2 separate regions of the Mus musculus genome follow, and region 2 is linked to region 1. Evidence: chromatin contacts called from public Hi-C data. All regions are on one chromosome and are shown on one strand. The core of a region is the stretch at or near the end of the contact, and the rest is flanking DNA. Distances in the headings are between cores, read along the strand shown.

Region 1 (3,321 bases), core at 439-2,938:
AAGGAACAACATGGAGCCATTTCTCCGTCTTCATCTCCGGTTACCATGTGGACTGCATCCAGCAAGTCCAGCATCTGCTATCATAACAGGACCAATGAGCTGAAGATGGAGAGTCGCTCCCCTCCGGAGTGACAAGGATGAACATTAGCAATGAAAAGTTTAAATTGCGGGGGCGGGGGGTGGGTCCTCGAGGGCAGACCAGTAGGTAAAGTATTTGCCATGCGGGTGTGAGAACCAGGACCCATGTCAAGCTGAATGTGGTAGTGTTTGTTTGCAATCCCCTGTGCTCCTCTGAATAGGCTGGTAGAGACAGGAAAAACCCTGGGAGCTAGTATGCCATCTAGTCTGGCATACTCATTAGCAAAAAGAAAACAAACAAACCTAACCTCCCAAACCAGAGAGAGGTCACTTCAAGCTAAGTCGAAAGTGAAGACCAATTCCCGAGGTTATCTTCTGGCATCCACGTGTGTACCCTGGCACATGTGCACACACGCATGCACACACAAAGACATTCGTTTCTGTAAAACGAAAAGGAAAGAAGGAGGGGGAACAGGAAAGGTTTCCTTTCTAAAGTCTCACTGTAGTTTTATAACAACCAGGCTAACAAGACTCAAAGCCAACACTGACACTATTAACATTACAGAAAAAGGCTGGGTGGCAGTGGCACACACCTTTAGTGCCAGCGCTCCGGAGTCAGAACAGGCCTTTAATCCCAGAGCATGGGAGGCAGAAGCAAGTGGATCTCTGTGAGTCTGAGGCCAGCCTGGTCTACAGAGCAAGCTTCAGGACAGCCAGAGCTGTTACACCAAGAAATTCTATCTTGGAGGGGGCGGGGACAACAAAAAAAGAAACCCATCAAATTGGACACAGATGAGAGGGAGGGGACACTTATAGAATAAAAGACACAAAGAAACTCCCAACAAATAAAATGTACAGACTCTGGGGGGTTTTTTGTTTGTTCTGTTGTTGTTGTTTTGGTTTTTCGAGACAGGGTTTCTCTGTGTATCCTGGAACTCACTCTGTAGACCCGGCTGGCCTCGAACTCAGAAATCCACCTACCTCTGCCTCCCAAGTGCTGGGATTAAAGGTGTGTGCCACCACTGCCCGGCTGGATTATAATCTGAACAAACCAAGAATTGATAGTTTATAAAAACAATCAGAGATATTGTTAGTTTTATATGTGCTGGCTTTTTTTTTTAAGAACTCAGTGTTTTAGAGATACGTATTTATAGATGAAATTATAGGCTGTCTGGGATTTGCTTTAAACTAATTGGTTGGGGGAGGCGGAATAAATAAAACAAGATTGGCCATATGTTGATAATAATTGAGGCTGGGAGATGGGAACTTGGAGGATCGTTATATAATTCTATTTTTGTGAATAGCTAAACATTACCATAATAGGGTTTTAAAGTGGGGAGGCATGGTTGGAAAGAAAAAGAAAAGAAAGGAAAGATTTTTGTTTTGTTTTTCGTTTTTCTTACTTAGCCACGGCTCTCAGAGAAAAGACTCCCTAGCCAACATGGGACAGTTTAAACACAGGAGAGAAAGCTGGCTAAAGGGGTATTTGCAATGGTGCAAAATGCTGGTCTCTTTATTTGCTCCAGTAAGGAATGCCTTAGACTCTCCAGACTAATCAGCAATTTTGACATCTGCGATTCCTAAACCAGTACTCCGGTCTAATTTTACCGCTAAGGTCCAGTGGGATCAGCAGGCCTCTTGCGCAGCGCCACCCTCTTGGGCAAGGTGCTCGCTCAGTCTCCACATCCCCCAACCATACCCGTACATCCCATGCCTCACCCGCTCTGTGCATTTAGTGAGGCGAGCACTAAAGGGGCGAAACCAGAACAAGGTGAGGCCGAGGGTGTCTGTGATGCCTTCTGGGAAATGTAGTTCTTCCTCCACGCGGGAGCCGACACTTATCTGATAAGCAAGACTACATGTCCTACAATGCGCCGCGCTCACGGCAGCCCCATGGTGTGTTGCTGCCTCCCGGTGGCAGCTAGTTGTTAGGACCGTTAGGACCACGTTTGAAAATTCAGAAGACAGCAGTAGGGGCGGGGACAATGTTGGGAATGCAGAGTCCTCCAGGAACCTCTGGGAAGCCAGTACAGAGATGAGGCTGCGAGACCTGAGCCAAGAAAGGGTTGTAGTAATGAAATTGGAGGAGAGCCCGGTATGAGGATTAAATGAAACCAGGACAGCAACTGTTGGCTGTATGGTTGGTTATTACAGAATAAGCACTTTTCATGTGGCAAAGAACTGCTTCAGAGCTTTACACGTATTAGCTAATTTAATCCTCTCAACGGTCATTCGAGCTATTATCAAACCCTTTTACAGGAGTGAAATTGAGGTCTAGAGAAGAGGCCAGAGACATTCAGCTCGTCTGTGACAGAGCTGGGATTTGAACCCAGGCTGTCAGGCTTCAAAGTCTGTGTCCTTTTGACTACGAATATCTTACTGTCCTTTTGAGCTATTTAAAAATAAAATTATGGTGTGTGTGTGTGTGCACGCGCGCAGGATCCCCCTGTATCTGTCTCCCTAGCCCTGGAATTACCTGTGTAGTAGAATCCGAACTCAGCTCCACATGCATGCATAGCAAGTTCTTTACTCACTGAGCCATCTCCCCAGACCATTTTTAAATTATCTTGAGGTTGTCATTGGCACGAATTGACTCAAAATGGCCATTAGCTTATGAATCTCTGAGTTGGGGATTATCAATGCTCTTCCTTTCCAAATGTAGGACTTAGCCCCATCCCAAGGACAAAGTTTACAACCAACCTACATTTATAATTAGCACATGAATCCACACAGGTTCTATCCATACAAATCAGATGTCTGATTAGCGTTGGATCAGCGGTGGTTTGTGTTGGGAGCTGGAGTCATTATGATTCCATAAGCACACAGATCTGTACACAGACGCTCCTTTGCCTAGAAGCTGATTCTCTTTTGGTCTAGGTGGATTCATCCCATACAGCTTTTATCACGTCCCTGAAGCCCATCACTGTTATCATCAACAGGAAGGCCTTTCCTGATGGAATGCTTATGAGGAGTGTGGTACCTGTTTACCATCATCCCTCAGCGTTACCCTAAAGACTAGTAATGGCTAATCGCCATCATCAACTTGACTGCATTTGGAAGCCCCTGGGAGATTGGTGAAACACACTTCAGAGTGTGTCCATAAAAGCATCTTCAGAGAGAAGTGGCGGGTATTCAAGTTATCCCAAATTGAGAGCATCATTCCACAGGCTAGGAGGCCATAAAAAAGAACCAAGGTCCCAGCATTCCCCTGTTCCAGGTCACCTTCCACAAGCGCTATTCTGA
Region 2 (3,321 bases), core at 518-3,017, 210 kb before region 1:
GCGCACACTGAACTGCCCATCTCACCAACACCCTCCTTTACCCTCTCCTGCTCGCTCTCGGCCCTATTCTTGCTCTGTGTGTGGAAAGAGGTTTTCACTCAAGCATCAGATGGAGACACATTACCGAGTCCACACAGGTATGGGCATCCTGCCCAGTGTGAATTTATCTTTTTCGTTTCCATCGCCGGCCTGCCAGCTCCTCCCTTGCCCTATTGCTCGACGCACCCCTAGCTTGGAGAGCCTTCGCCCATTTCTTCCTTCTCTGGCTTTCTCCTCCACCTGTAGGAGAGAAGCCCTTCTCCTGTAGCCTCTGTCCTCAGCGCTCCCGGGATTTCTCTGCCATGACCAAGCACCTGAGGACACATGGGGCTGCTCCCTATCGATGCCCTCTGTGCAGGGCTGGCTGCCCTAGCCTGGCCTCCATGCAGGCGCACATGCGTGGCCACTCGCCCAGCCGGCTGCCGCCTGGATGGACCATACGCTCCACCTTCCTCTACTCTTCCTCGAGGCCGACCCGGGCCTCCAGCTCTCCCGGTAGTCCTACCTCCTCTGCTGCCACCTGACCGGGTGTTGGTAGCTTCTCTGGCTTGACAAAGAGTCCAAAGAATGAAAGGCAGAAGGGCTCAGCTAGGGCGGCCTGGCAAATTTAACCACAGAAGAACTGCGAGACAGGAGCTACGAACCCTTCCGGGACAAGCGAGTTGCAGAAGCCTCGGCCTGGCGAGCCCGAGTTAAAGGACAATTAACTCGGTGAAGATTAACTGGGGACTGTCAATTTCATCACTATAATAAAGTTTCCTGTGCTCCAGTCAGGACGAGTCCAGACTTTTCCTCTGTGCTAGGGGGTTTCCACCCTTGCCCTGTAGCGGCCCCTGCTGGCCATTCACCATTCAATAAACAGAGGGTCACACTTCTCCTTCCGGGGGGCTTCGTATAATTCCCGAGGGCAGCACGCGGCAAAGGCGCTCCAGACCCTGCGGGAGAGGAAAGGTGGCTTTGAGGCGCCCCAAGACTCTGGTTCCTCCCACAGCAATCTACCGCGCGCGTAGTCTAGGGCTGGAGAGGAGCGCAGACTGAGGTCCGGATTTCGACCACCGGTCTGCTCTCCTCCGAGTAAGGGACGGAAGACTAGCCTCTCCAGCATCTCCCCTCCGCGCCGGGCAATGCGGCTACCGGGTTGCGCCTGGAAGTGAGACTAATCCAGCGCCGCCGCCCTCCCCTCAGCCAACGCCTAGCGCAATAGCTAACTTCGTCTACTGTGTGTCCGTCGGGTTCCCAGGGTCCGAAGCCAACGGTACCCTGGGAAGGACCCTGGGAATGGTAGTCCATGCAGGTCGCTAGTTCCGACTAGAACAATGGGAGGAGTCTGAGCCGGGAACCACACCTCCTGGAGACCAGGAACTGGTTCTCCTGGTCTCTGTCGCCAACCCGGTATTCCCAGTTCTCGCGCCCCAGCTGTCGGCGGAAGGAGCAAGGCGACTGGACTACATTCCCCAGAAGACCTTGCGCCTCCCGCTCTCAGGCCGCGACGCGGGGTCCGCTCTTCAGGTGCGGCTGGAGGGTGACGGCCGACCGGCCCAGGACTCCTGCTCCCGTGGTGCCCCGCGCGTGGCCAGCCCAGCCCCCGGCTCCTGCCCGCCCCACAGCGGCGCTGGTTGTTGTCGTGAGCCGCAGCCGCCCCGCTTTGCCCCTCCTCCCCTCCTCTCCCCTCCCCCCCGGCCCTGCGCACGGGCTGCCCCTCCCCCCGCCTCCCCGGCCCCTCTCACGGTGCCAAGATGGCGGCGGCGGCGGGCGGCGGCAGTTGCCCCGGGCCTGGCTCCGCACGGGGCCGCTTCCCGGGCCGGCCGCGGGGTTCCGGCGGGGGCGGGGGCCGCGGCGGCCGAGGCAACGGAGCCGAAAGAGTGCGGGTAGCCCTGCGGCGCGGTGGCGGCGCGGCGGGGCCGGGAGGAGCCGAGCCCGGGGAGGACACGGCCCTGCTCCGTTTGCTGGGTCTTCGCCGGGGCCTGCGCCGGCTCCGCCGCCTGTGGGCTGGTGCGCGAGTTCAGCGAGGCCGAGGCCGCGGCCGGGGACGGGGCTGGGGCCCGAACCGAGGCTGCATGCCGGAGGAAGAGAGCAGTGACGGGGAATCCGAGGAGGAGGTGAGGCGGTCGGAGGTGTCTCTAGCGCCGGGTAGGGCGGAGGCCAGGGGCTTGCAGGGCTCCGGATAGCTCCGAAGGGTGTTGTGGACAAGTGGGATTCTCGGGGCTCCTGGAAAGAAGCACGAAGGAAGCAGGCTGCGTGGAGCGTTTGGGTAGCTAGGGCCTTTGAAAGTGATCAGAGAAACCCTGACTGCAGCTAGACGCCTGGAGCCCAATTGGTGTCCTGAGCTGATCTTTCGCGGTAGCAATGGCAGAGCAGGACAGGAGTGGGTGAAGAGGCCATAGGGATTGCATGCCGGACCAGCGGTGGTTGACAGCAGCAGCGTGGCCTTAATTGACCAAGGCTAGAGAGCCTCCTGGGCTCTTACTTGCAGGCTGCCTCCTTGGCCCTTAAAATCCGCGACATATCCCTGCCCTGGTTCCACCAGGGCCCCAGTTGCTCTCTGGTTCTAAGGTAGAGTGGTGGAGGCTTCTTAGGCGCGGGTTGAAGAGGGATAGAATGAATGCTGAGTCTTGAATCTGGAGTGAGTGCAGTCATGGTTTATCCCTCTCAGCCTTTTGGAGAAGGCAGGAGGGTGTGGATTCTATTGCTTAGGAGAGCTAGCTGTCCTCTGAGGGCTCAGAGTGGATTCTAATATGATAAACCATCTGCTCCACCTCTCATCTCCCCCAAACACTCCCCATTTTTAAGAATGCCCTGCAAGGGTGTAAATGGAGGACCTACTTTGTTTTAAGTTGGAATTAGCCCTCATTGTAATGCCTATTGCTTAACTCGAGGAGACCCTCTAGTGTTTTCTTCTGGGCTAGTGAATTACTGATGGCTGTGCTGGAATGGTCTGGTTCAAGAACGCCTTGTACCTTTATTCCTTCTGACCTTGCCTCAGTCTTTTAAGTTCTTTGGTAAATGAGGAGGAGTATGTTAAGGTGGACGATAACTATCATATCTGCAACACCTGAAGCCCAGATGGAACCAGGGCTTTGGTACTGACTGCTGTTTCTCCCCTTCACCCTTGGTCCCCTAAATCAGGAGTTTCAGGGTTTTCATTCAGATGAAGATGTGGCCCCCAGTTCCCTGCGCTCTGCGCTTCGGTCCCAGCGAGGTGAGTGATGGGGAAACTCTACCTCTCTAGTGTTGCGGGAAGGTTCTTGCCCTTTGTGTTCAGCTAGTCTCTACCAGTTACTG

Evidence for each region. Hi-C and Micro-C count contacts between places; a contact is called where the count stands out from the background.
Region 2: a Hi-C map of uterus shows a contact between it and region 1, with 3 times the contacts expected there. The contact joins the promoter of Kmt2b here to the enhancer-like site in region 1. A contact is called at or near these places in 9 of 39 promoter capture datasets (the C10 cell line, the HPC-7 cell line, cranial neural crest and 6 more), 1 of 15 datasets of contacts at CTCF or cohesin (embryonic stem cells), 2 of 484 Hi-C or Micro-C datasets (nephron progenitors and uterus), 2 of 115 datasets of contacts at active chromatin or transcription factors (both in embryonic stem cells) and 3 of 9 other capture datasets (adipose tissue, liver and pancreatic islet).

What each region holds. Positions count from the first base shown.
Region 1 is chr7:30,372,323-30,375,643 of GRCm38.p6, reverse strand. No RefSeq gene overlaps it. Among named protein-coding and RNA genes, the nearest start is that of Lrfn3, 11 kb to the right of the region's middle. Within about 2 kb of position 1,688, at least 210 of the 459 cell types and tissues checked have an H3K27ac peak or open chromatin away from gene starts, as enhancers often do. A contact at or near this core is called in adipose tissue, second pharyngeal arch cranial neural crest and uterus, where this site is marked.
Region 2 is chr7:30,587,172-30,590,492 of GRCm38.p6, reverse strand. It overlaps Kmt2b (lysine (K)-specific methyltransferase 2B), which reads left to right and starts at 1,767. Exons shown (of 37, transcript NM_029274.2): 1 at 1,767-2,138; 2 at 3,166-3,238. The coding sequence starts at 1,776. It overlaps Zbtb32 (zinc finger and BTB domain containing 32), which reads left to right. Exons shown (of 6, transcript NM_021397.2): 5 at 1-137; 6 at 286-812. The coding sequence ends at 563. Gm32082 (a long non-coding RNA gene) reads right to left here and starts at 1,714. Exons shown (of 3, transcript XR_003946734.1): 1 at 1,174-1,714; 2 at 888-974; 3 at 134-279. It overlaps Mir3569 (microRNA 3569), which reads right to left and starts at 1,113; the gene lies at 1,056-1,113.